Regions from separate parts of the Mus musculus genome. Here all the other regions are linked to region 3. A link is a contact called in public HiChIP or PLAC-seq and promoter capture Hi-C data. All regions are on one chromosome and are shown on one strand. Each heading gives the region's core, a stretch centred on a gene start, on an enhancer-like site or on the middle of the called end of the contact. The rest is flanking DNA. Distances are from core to core; before and after follow the strand shown.

Region 1 (3,740 bases), core at 1,197-3,696, 580 kb after region 3:
AAGGTTTGCAGTACCAAGACTCGTAAACCAGTGTCTACAACGCTCCCACCTGGTTCCCTAGCCTACATTGACAGCACTCCACTCAAGCCCCGGAGAGATGATCTTTATCACAGGCAGTCTTGTGCCCCTATGCACAAGGGTATGCCCTCAAAGGACTTCAGCAGACCTAGAGGTTGGGGAGTCAATTATAATGTTAACCTTCAAGGGTGGTAATGACCATCCAGACCCTGTTCTGTCACAAAGATGGAAGAGAGGCACTGGGAAAACAGTGCAGGGGTTACCTCTTCCAATTTCCAGGTTAGGTGTCTAGTGGGATAAGGGAAAGGGGCAGAGATGGTGTGCTGGCAGACTGCACAGAGAGCAGGCCTCAGTTCTATTATGAGAGTTCTGAATACTGACCCAGCCTGGAAGGATGGGGGTGTTTCAGAAGGAACTGAAAGAGAAGGGTCTGCCTTGGCTTCTGAAGGACAAAGTTCTGGCAAAGGCAGTGTAGCCAAGCTGACGTAATGAATCTCAACTTTCCTGGACCTGTTTATCTGCTGGAGTTAGGATGCAAGGAGCTGTGCTATAGGCCTAAGTAGTACTGTCTCCAAGGATCCAGAGGTAGTGGTGGCTCTGGGAGTGCAAGATACTGATAACTGGCCATCTGGACCAGTATAGAGCATCAACGATGCCAACCAGTGCTCAGATTCCATGGGCATCCTTATGGAAGGCTCATGTGCTCTAGGTTCAGAACAGCGTCACCCTGTGGGCATCTGCAGTGGTAGTGTCCAGGCGGGAGTGCATTTGTAGCTGGGCCTAGTCCAGACCGAGTGAGGAGGAACCCACCCTCCACACTGACTGGAGGGCATGACAAGCCTAGCAATTTCCTCCCTTCCTTCAGGTCCTGATCCCACCCAGACTGAGAAGTCAGCCCGGGGCTCCCATCCTAGGATTCTAGGACCCAAGGTCACAGTGTGCGTGCGCCAGGATTTAAAATCTAGTTTTCTGGCTCCCAACCCAGGGCGCTTTCCTTACACAGAGCTGTCTCCGAAGCACTTGTGAGAGCTGTATCTCTTTTGATCTTCTACTTGACCCAGAGAAAAAGGGACAGGGATAAGTCCTGTTTAATAACGAAAGAGATAAAATGTAAAGGCTAGTCATCTGTCCAATAACATACTGTGAATTCAAATGCATCGTGTGGAGTTAGGGCCAGATATTCCTCATCTCATGGTGATGCTCGTGTCCTATGGTCAGGTTCCCCTGTCCTTTGTTGAGTCCATGCTAAGATATAAAAGGGACCTCAAAGACGCCATGGCAGCACTGACTGCCCACTCCATGTCTGCCAGACCAAGCACGGGTAGGACATTGAGGACCACGACAGGGAGGTCTAGGATCTGCAGCTAAGGCAGGGCTGAGACTGGGACCTGTGTAGTATTGTTCCCAGAAACTGGACTGCAAAGAATGAGCTTTATAATTAACGCTCATTACACACACAGATAAACTGACCCACAGATCTGCCCTCCGTCTCTCCACACCTTCCCCAGGGTGTAGAGATTGGTCCTAACACCACCAGCGCCTTACCATTCCCCAGGACTACCCCAGGACATGGCCCAAGGCTTCCTCAGGTGGACATGGCTTGAAAGGGACCATCAGACCTTTTTACCCTGGCTGCGATCCCAGGTGCTGGTGGGATCCAAACCCTCTTCTGCCTTGCTTAATAAAACTGCTTTCCTGGCTGGAGAGATGGCTCAGTGGTTAAGAGCACCGACTGCTCTTCTGAAGGTCCTGAGTTCAAATCCCAGCAACCACATAGTGGCTCACAACCATTCGTTAATGAGGTCTAACGCCCTCTTCTGGTGCATCTGAAGACAGCTACAGTGTACTTAGATATAATCTAAAAAACAAAAATAAAACAAAATTGCTTTCCTTCTGATCCTCCTCGTGCTTGTTTGTTTTGTTTTCCATCGCCATTTCCTCTCCCTGCCTGCCCCCCCCCCCATATTTATTCCAAGACCCACAGGCCAAGGTCACAGAATGTTGGAGTCACTAGGAAATCTGGAAAGCTCATTTTACAGGTAGTAGTCATCCGGAATAGGATTTCTCTCAGTGTCAAATTTCTCAGCTGGACAAATTTTGGAACTGTGATTGCTCCTTTTCTTTTGCTCAGTCTAGGCTCAGCCCCTCCAGGCTGTTCCAAAGCTGGCCACCCAGGGGATTGTCCTGTGACTTAGTGCTCCGCTGCCCCTGAGCCCATACTGGAAAAGCTTAGGTCTCAATCTCAAGTTTCCAGGCCTAACTTCTTAGCCCCCATCCTTACTCCTCTCTCTCCTCAGTTAAGCCTTGTCCTACGGTGACTTGACGGAACGCACCAGGTTTCCAGCACGTTTCCCAAGTGTCTTATTGGAGTTGGAGAGAGAACGTTTTCAAAACTACAATTCCCAGCAGCCCCCGCGAAAGAGCTCTCGCGGGTTGTAAGGAGACACGTACGCGGAAGGAGCAAGCAGTGGCAGGCGGCAGAGCTGGCGTAAAGGGAGCTAGTGGTAAAAGGATCTACATGGTGGAGGGGGTGGTGGGCAGGGTAAGGTGTAGCAGACGGACCCTGGACGTAGGGAGGGCTCACAGGGCCTGTCTTTCTCTCCTCATGCCCACGCTTGTGTTGGTTCTATAACCAATGGCTACGAGAAACTGACGTCTATTGGACTGACTCAGTTGTGGGGTCCAGGTCAGCAATCAATCTTTGGAATCCAGAGATTCCGCACCAGTGGTCGGTATGCGCACGGCTGGAGTAGTAGGCTCAGCGTTTGACATGTCAACGGAACCTGTCTTTTGATTCGAGCACATGTAGGTAGTTGTAGAATTCACAGTCAGCACCTAGAGGTGTTAGGGTTGGTGCTCATCAAATGCAGATTGATGTTAGTTCTGTACTTGGGGCGCATTCATAGGATTAAAATTAAATACCCAGAGCTCACTCAAGGTTTGTGGTTCCATATTCACCGCTGGGATTCGGAGTTGAACAGCTAGAAGGAGGAAGCAGTCATTTGCAAGGCACTGGGACTAGAGGTTTCAGGGTTTTGAGATCTGGGGTCAGAGAAGGGGGTCCGTTGAGTACCCGTGTTTACATAATTTGTTCACGGCCAAAGAGAAGTCATTAGAGATAAAAGGGAGGGCTGCAGGGTTTTGAAGCCATCTGAGTTCTGGATTGGGATGAATTTCGTGATTGTGTGCCCAAGGAGGGACTATACTGAACTTTTGTGTTTACATCCTAGGAAAGGACTATGTGTTGTAATTATTCTGTTGTGGTTTGAGGTTTAGGTAATAGCGCTCATCATGCTCAAAGCTGTGATTCTCATTGGAGGCCCCCAGAAGGGTGAGGAGATGGGGGACAGGGGAGCGGGTAGGCTGGAGAGGTCGGTGGGGTTGGGACACAAGGAAATAGGAAGCTAAAACGTTCTCCTGTCCTCTCAGGGACTCGCTTCAGGCCTTTGTCTTTTGAGGTGCCCAAACCTCTGTTTCCTGTGGCAGGCGTTCCCATGATCCAGCACCATATAGAAGCCTGTGCCCAGGTAACCCCACACTTCCTGCCCCTCTCCTTCATGGTGTGTGTCTGTCTTCCATTTCCCAGCTGCCATCTTTTCCCACCAACTACGGCTCCACGGGCTGCCATTCACAGGCGTCTGAGCACTGCTTTGGGCAGCCAGTCCTGGTGACTTCCCTGCCTCTTGCTGCTGCTCAGATTTCACACTTAGTTTTACAGTATG
Region 2 (3,573 bases), core at 544-3,043, 670 kb after region 3:
AGAGAGAGAGACTTCTTTGGAAGGCAGCCAAGGCCTTGCCTGCAAGCCAAGGACAGAAAGGGGAGTGGGCCTCTCAGGGAGGAGGACAGGCCTCGGCTGTTTACTCTCTTGCTGCTTCTTTAGCTTAGCTTTCCCCTCCCCAATACAGTTTTGTTTTCTTTGATTTTTCTCTCGTTCACTTATCTGGAAGCTCGGTAGTGTAGGACAAACCTGAGTAGAGAGAGGGGCTACCCATGTGAATGGAGGATTTTCACACAATAACTGTGGACCACGGAAGCCAGGCCAAAAAGCAAAGGTTTCAAGGCACCACATCAGGATATCAAAAGAATGAGTTTTTGTTTTTTGTTTCTTTTTCTGCCTATGAGAATTTGGCTTGATACAGTTGACTTGATTGTTATGGCTCCTCCCCCATGGCCAGCTTCAGGTGATCGATAAACAAGGACTGACAGTTGCTATGTAATGGATTATCAATTGCACAAAATGTCCCAGATCCATGAGACGGTATATAGGAAGTTTGTTCAGGCTAGAGAAGCCTTCCACCACCTCTAAAACTGACTGACTCCAACTCTACTCTTTAGATTTTTCATTAAAAGCAAACACTTGCATGTATGAATGTTTTGCCTGAATGCCTCTACACCATGCATGTGCTGTGCCCATGGAGATGAGAAGAGATTGTACAACCACCTGGAACTGGAGTTACAGATGGCTGTGGGCCGCCATGTGGGTACTGGGACTTGAACCCATGTCCTCTGGAAGCCTAGCCAGTGCTCTAATTCACTGAGCCATCTCTTCAGTCCTACACTTCATGTTTAACTTTCTTGTGTTAGAAAGGATTGTTTCATAAAAGACATTCCCCTCCCAAGCCTAGCTAGTCACTCCATCCTAAGAAATGTTTTCATAATGTAGACCAGAAGTTGATGTCAACTGCCAGACCAAGAGCCAGGGTAAAAACTACAGTGGTGCTGGGTGGTGGTGGCGGCGCACGCCTTTAATCCCAGCACTTGGGAGGCAGAGGCAGCCTGGTTTACAGAGTTTCAGGGCAGCCAGGGCTACACAGAGAAACCCTATCTTGAAAAAAAAAAAAAAAGCTACAGTGCCAATTTGGAAGTAGAAAACTCAACAGTCTTGCTTTTGTTAATTATTGATATATTTTATTTTCAAATTTAGGAAAACCACTTTTAGTTAGGTGTACTGAGCTGTAAATACAGTTAAAAACAAAACAAAACAAATACAGGTTCAGGTCATTACCAGTGACTAATTTTTGTTTTTGAGATAGGATCCCACTATGCAGCCCTGGCTAGCCTGGAACTCACTATTTAGAGCTGGCTGGTCTTGAACTCACTGAGACCCTCCTGCCTCTGCTTCCAGAGCTCTGAAATCAGAGACCAGGGACCAATTTGAGAGTGTGCTAAACCCTAAGGAAAAATAAGTCTAGAGACTGAGGACTATGACAGCAAAGGGGGTTTGAGAGTGGCATCCCTGCCAGCCTTAGCCCTTCTGGCTGATATAAAAGAACTTCGCAAGGACAGGACAGCTATGTAACTGGAAGATCAGTATTTGTTTTGGATGAGTTCTTTTCCTTCTAATACAAGATCCCATTTCTCCAAGCTCTGCTTCCCCGCCCAGTCTGCAAACAAGAGTCAGGTTTCTCTCTCTGCCGAAGGGGCCACCCAGAGCCGAGCTAGACCTGGGGCCCCGTTAGGGGCTTAATCCCGGCTAGTTCCGTCCTACTGACACATCGGCTCGCCCAGGGCGTGGCTTCCGGTAGCGAAGGCATGCTTTCCGGTAGGTCCTTTGCCTTCCGGGGCGGGACTTCCTGCCCTAAAAGAGCCCGGCTGCCAAAGTGATTGGAGTGCGAATTACGCGGGCCCATGGGCTCCCGAGGCCCAATGCTTTTTGGAAAAGGGGTCAGAGAGATCGTTCTTTTTAGCTGATGCTTACTTTTTACATTGCGCGACGCCTCCATTTGCACGAAAGCTCTGGGCTTTTGTTGCCCACCTGAGGCTCTTCCGCTTCCCCTTTCCCCAGGCTCCGCCCCCAGCGTCCCGTGGCTATGACGACCGCTCCGCGGGATTCAGTAGTGTGGAAGCTGGCGGGACTTTTGCGGGAGTCGGGTGAGTGGACTTCTGGCTTATTTGGTTGGGAGTTCTAGGTGTGTTCGATACTGTCCAGAAACGCCGGGAATCACCGAGTCATTGCCGGCGGGGTCACGAGGTGCCGGCGTCTTCTGGGTGTGTTCCTTGTGACGCGTTGTTTACAGTCATGCCTTTGACAGTCTAAACTCTATCCATCTCTCATAGCACTTAACTCTCCAGAGGAAAGGGATCATTAATAGATTAAACACTTGCAGACAAGAACATAATCACTTGTACCGAAAGCCAAGTATAAGCACCTTAGACACCAGAGATTTGGAGACCCACATAGGTTAGTCCCAACCCTCTATCAGACTTGGATAAGTTTTTAGACCCTCAGTATTCTTCTCAGATAGGTTAGCATAGGGATTGTATTGAACGCAAAAGATAGCGGGATTTTAGTTAGCTTATTTAGTGCAGTGCATGCATGCATAATAAGTGTTCAAAAGATAGTGTTACTATAGTTGCTGCCCCAGTGCCTGGGCATGGCAAAGATCACTGTGTTGTTTGGTTTTTGTTTTTTTTTTTGTTTTGTTTTGTTTTTTTGTTTTGTTTTTTTTTTTTTTTTGAGACAGGGTTTCTCTGTGTAGTCCTGGCTGTCCTGGAACTCACTTTGTAGACCAGGCTGGCCTCGAACTCAGAAATCCGCCTGCCTCTGCCTCCCAAGTGCTGGGATTAAAGGCATGTGCCACCACGCCTGGCACTATGTTGTTTGTTATGTGGTTGCCATCATCAGCTAAATGATCACAATCATGATTCTTTGAGAGCTGGGGATATAGTTCAGTAGCAGAGCATATGTTTAGCATGTACAAAACTTTGACTTATAATCCCTAGCATCCTCCCCACACACACAGAAAGGAGAGATTCTTCTTTGAGCCCCGGCTTTCCTATCTGTAAGGTGGGGTTAATGGATGTCTTTAGGAGATAAGGATGAGATCTAGATGAAGCAGCTGTCATTTGGAATGTGTGACCTCGATGGCATTAGTGCTCCATATCTATATACTCCCACCATGGCATCCTTGGAGTCTCTTGATGGCAGTTCATTTTCTGGTTTGTGTTAATAATTACTCCCATGCTGTGCCTTTTCTAGACTTCCAGGGGACACCTTGAATTATGTGCATGTCTATACTCAGTGTCTAGTACATAGAAAAATCTCTTTGTAAGGCTGTAAGATTTATTATTCAGCAAAGATCTGACTTGGCTCCCAGGCTCGGAATCGTAGAGTTCATATATGATTGTGGGGATGGAATCACTTTGTGTCTTGATTATGGTGGTGGTTGTCATAATCTACACTAACAGAATAGAACTGACACTATATTTTATCAACACCTAATTTCCTGGTTTTGATAATTGTACTATAATTCTGTAAGTCAATTTGGGGGAAGCTGAGTGAAGGGTGTGGGAGATCTCTGCTATTTCTTGGTATCCCAAGCCAGCCTTG
Region 3 (3,442 bases), core at 468-2,967:
TGTGAGCTGAAACCCAAGGGGATTCTGGAACAGAATGCGCATAGTGAAACACATACAGAGAGAGGAAAGTGGGCGCACACTGATTCTGACAGCAGTGGACCTTTGGTGCTGTGCTGGGTCTGGCAGAAATGGAGGCAGGCCTGGTGGTGCTTATAATCCCAGGATCTGGGAGGCTGAAGAAGGATGGAAGCCAGCTTGAATGTGACACCACACACACACACACACACACACACACACACACACACACAGAGAGAGAGAGAGAGAGAGAGAGAGAGAGAGAGAGAGAGAGAGACAGGCAGACAGGCAGACAGACAGACAGGCATACAGAGACACAGAGACTGAGATCCAAGAACAATTCTAAGAATTGTTACAGAATGGATAGTTACCTCTCTGCCCACCAAACCAAACCCCCACACCAATGCCTAAGGTTCACTAAGACTCCTGGAAGGGAAGCCACAGACAGCAGACTGGAGGGTCCTACAAGACACACTGAAGTGGCCCAGGACAAGCGGTTCTCACAACCTGCCGATAAGGCTCAAAGTCTGGGATCAAGGCCTATGTGGTCCGTAGCAGGAATGGAGGGGTCCAGAGAAACCGGCAGCTCCCAGTATAATAGCTGGCAGCTGGAGTGGGAACAGCTAGAGTCTGAGCACAAGGAAGCTGTCTACTGGTTAAAATCCATCTCAACTAGGACCCCGGATCTTGACTGGAAGTTGAGCCAACCGATTTCCACACAGTAGACCCCAGACTGGGGCCTTCAACTAAACCAATTTCCAGAGTTCCCTGGAGTCCAACCATCCATCACGCATGCAAGGGTGAGATGAATGTGTTGTTGGGACAACCAATCAAAAATGAGCTGTCCAGGGGTCAGAGTCAGAAGCAGGGAATCAAGTACAGACTCATTAGGTTGTCTTTAGACTTCCCCCTGTTCCTGCTCCGTGAAGCAAAGACACACATCCTTCCCTCTGCCAAGGAGAAAGGGTGCATTTGCTCGGTTGCTCAGAGTCTCACACACTAGCATTCTCTTACAGATCAGGAATGAGCCTGCAGCAGTCTCCTCCACCCCACCCTACCCCCGTCCCCAAGGGGGGGGGGGCGATGAAGAGGATAGCAAGCGGACATCCAGATGGGCGAAGCCGGAAGGTGCAACTGGGGTGTCTCGATGAGGGCAAGCTGCCATATTGCCCACTAAACAAACTCAAAGGTGAGCGAATGATAGGCTGTTCCCATGGCTTCTATACTGCGGCTTGGACCCAGTGTATCACAGTGTATCAAAACATTCAGACCCATGGTCTTGGGATCTGGAGGAAGAGATGGGAAGGACCATTTTCACCTCACTTCAACCCCCTGCTCAGCCAGAAAAAGAGACCTCAGAATCACACACACCCCCTCTCTCCTTTTCCTCCTTTCCCCCCTTTTCCCCCTTTGGGAAAAGGTAAGGGACTGAAGACTCCAGGCGGTGGGTAAGGCGGTACAGTAGATTAGTATGCAACATCCTATTGGTTAGAGGAGCTGCCGATCAAAGAAAACTAGAGTCAGGATTGGCTGCGTGAGGCGGGGCGCGGCGTGGCGAAAGAAGGGGCCCAAGGGGTGGGGCTGACGCTGCAGCTGGCGCAGCTTCGGCTCAGAGCAGCCGCCGCGGCGCAGCAGAGCGGCTCCATCCCCCGCCCGTCCGCGCGCCCGGGCCGGGGCTAGGCCCCCCACCGCCGGGTCCCCCGGGGCTGCAGCAGCAGCGGCGCCGCCCGCGGTTCCCGCTGGGGCCCGGGCGCCGGCCCCGCTCTGCAGGATGGGCACGGTGCTGTCGCTTTCCCCTGCTTCCTCGGCCAAGGGCCGGAGGCCGGGAGGGCTGCCGGAGGAGAAAAAGAAGGCGCCGCCCGCGGGGGACGAGGCGCTGGGGGGCTACGGCGCGCCGCCGGCCGGCAAGGGCGGCAAAGGCGAGAGCCGGCTCAAACGGCCGTCCGTGCTCATCTCGGCGCTCACCTGGAAGCGCCTAGTGGCAGCCTCGGCCAAGAAGAAGAAAGGCAGCAAAAAGGTGACGCCCAAGCCAGCGTCCACCGGTCCCGACCCTCTGGTCCAGCAACGCAACCGCGAGAACCTTCTCCGCAAGGGCCGCGACGGCCCCGACGGTGGCGGAACAGCCAAGCCCCTGGCCGTGCCGGTGCCCACGGTGCCCACGACCGCTGCCACCTGCGAGCCCCCGTCGGGGGGCAGCGCAGCCGCCCCTCCACCAGGCTCAGGCGGGGGAAAGCCGCCGCCGCCGCCACCCCCAGCCCCGCAGGCGGCACCGCCGGCGCCCGGAGGCTCGCCGCGGCGGGTCATCGTGCAGGCGTCTACCGGCGAGCTGCTCCGCTGCCTCGGCGACTTCGTGTGCCGACGCTGCTACCGCCTCAAGGAGCTGAGCCCCGGCGAGCTGGTGGGCTGGTTCCGCGGCGTGGACCGCTCGCTGCTGCTGCAGGGCTGGCAAGACCAGGCCTTCATTACCCCCGCCAACCTGGTGTTCGTGTACCTGCTGTGCCGGGAGTCGCTTCGTGGGGACGAGCTGGCGTCGGCCGCGGAACTGCAGGCCGCCTTCCTCACCTGCCTCTACCTCGCCTACTCCTACATGGGCAACGAGATCTCCTACCCGCTCAAGCCGTTCCTCGTGGAGCCCGACAAGGAGCGCTTCTGGCAGCGCTGCCTGCGCCTCATCCAGCGGCTCAGCCCGCAGATGCTGCGACTCAACGCCGACCCCCACTTCTTCACGCAAGTCTTTCAAGACCTCAAGAACGAGGGCGAGGCCGCGGCGAGCACCGGGGGTCCACCGAGCGGAAGCAGCGCGTCCACCACCTCCTCCTCGAGCGCCAGGGACAGCTGCGCGACCGGAGCCAAGCACTGGACTATGAACTTGGACCGCTAGGGATTCCCAGGGGCCGCGCCCGCCCCCCGCCCCAGCCCCTCACACACACCCGGAAACCCCGGGACCATCAAGCCACCGTCGCTATTACCGCTGCTCTATGCCCAGGCTGGGCCGAGGAGGAGCCGCCCCTGCCCCACAGGGGAAGGTGGAGGCTAGGACGCCAGAGGCCGCGGTGTCTGGATTTACTGGGCGTGGGGTGGGCGTGGGGGATGATCGCGGGAAGTGCACCCCCAACTTCGTTCACCCTTTCCGTCTGTCTGCGCCTCCATCTTTCCATTTCTGCCCTGGTCTCCCTCTTTCCTGCTGTGGGCATCTCAAAGTCCACCACCCTGGGTTTTGTCCAGTCCCTCACCTTTCTGTGTCTTCGTCTTACCTCCTGTCTGCAGCCCCCGCCCCCGCCCCCGCCTGTCCATTGGCATTCCCTGGGCTTTACCCTTTTCTACCTTACCCCGAGCCTGATGGTACCCCACTGCGGTCCCCGCTTCTCCAGCACCTATGTTTCCGTGTACCCTTCTTGTTCCTCTTCCTTCCTCCGGTCATGTCACC

The links. HiChIP or PLAC-seq counts read pairs in DNA pulled down with a chosen protein or histone mark. Capture Hi-C pulls out chosen DNA fragments and counts their contacts.
Region 1: a contact with region 3 is called in an H3K27ac HiChIP or PLAC-seq map of embryonic stem cells, with 2.1 times the contacts expected there. The contact joins the promoter of Gmppa here to the promoter of Cdk5r2 in region 3. A contact is called at or near these places in 1 of 39 promoter capture datasets (liver), 1 of 484 Hi-C or Micro-C datasets (embryonic stem cells) and 2 of 115 datasets of contacts at active chromatin or transcription factors (both in embryonic stem cells).
Region 2: a promoter capture Hi-C map of liver shows a contact between it and region 3. The contact joins the promoter of Stk11ip here to the promoter of Cdk5r2 in region 3. A contact is called at or near these places in 3 of 115 datasets of contacts at active chromatin or transcription factors (bone marrow-derived macrophages, embryonic stem cells and regulatory T cell precursor) and 1 of 9 other capture datasets (liver).

What each region holds. Positions count from the first base shown.
Region 1 is chr1:75,433,490-75,437,229 of GRCm38.p6, forward strand. Gmppa (GDP-mannose pyrophosphorylase A) reads left to right here and starts at 2,447. Exons shown (of 13, transcript NM_001357170.1): 1 at 2,447-2,823; 2 at 3,289-3,349; 3 at 3,448-3,545. The coding sequence starts at 3,310.
Region 2 is chr1:75,519,736-75,523,308 of GRCm38.p6, forward strand. It overlaps Stk11ip (serine/threonine kinase 11 interacting protein), which reads left to right and starts at 1,794. Exons shown (of 25, transcript NM_027886.3): 1 at 1,794-1,907; 2 at 2,029-2,114. The coding sequence starts at 2,054.
Region 3 is chr1:74,853,312-74,856,753 of GRCm38.p6, forward strand. It overlaps Cdk5r2 (cyclin-dependent kinase 5, regulatory subunit 2 (p39)), which reads left to right and starts at 1,718. Exons shown (of 1, transcript NM_009872.3): 1 at 1,718-3,442. The coding sequence starts at 1,787. The coding sequence ends at 2,896. It overlaps Gm16582 (predicted gene 16582), which reads left to right. Exons shown (of 4, transcript NR_151618.1): 2 at 1,032-1,204.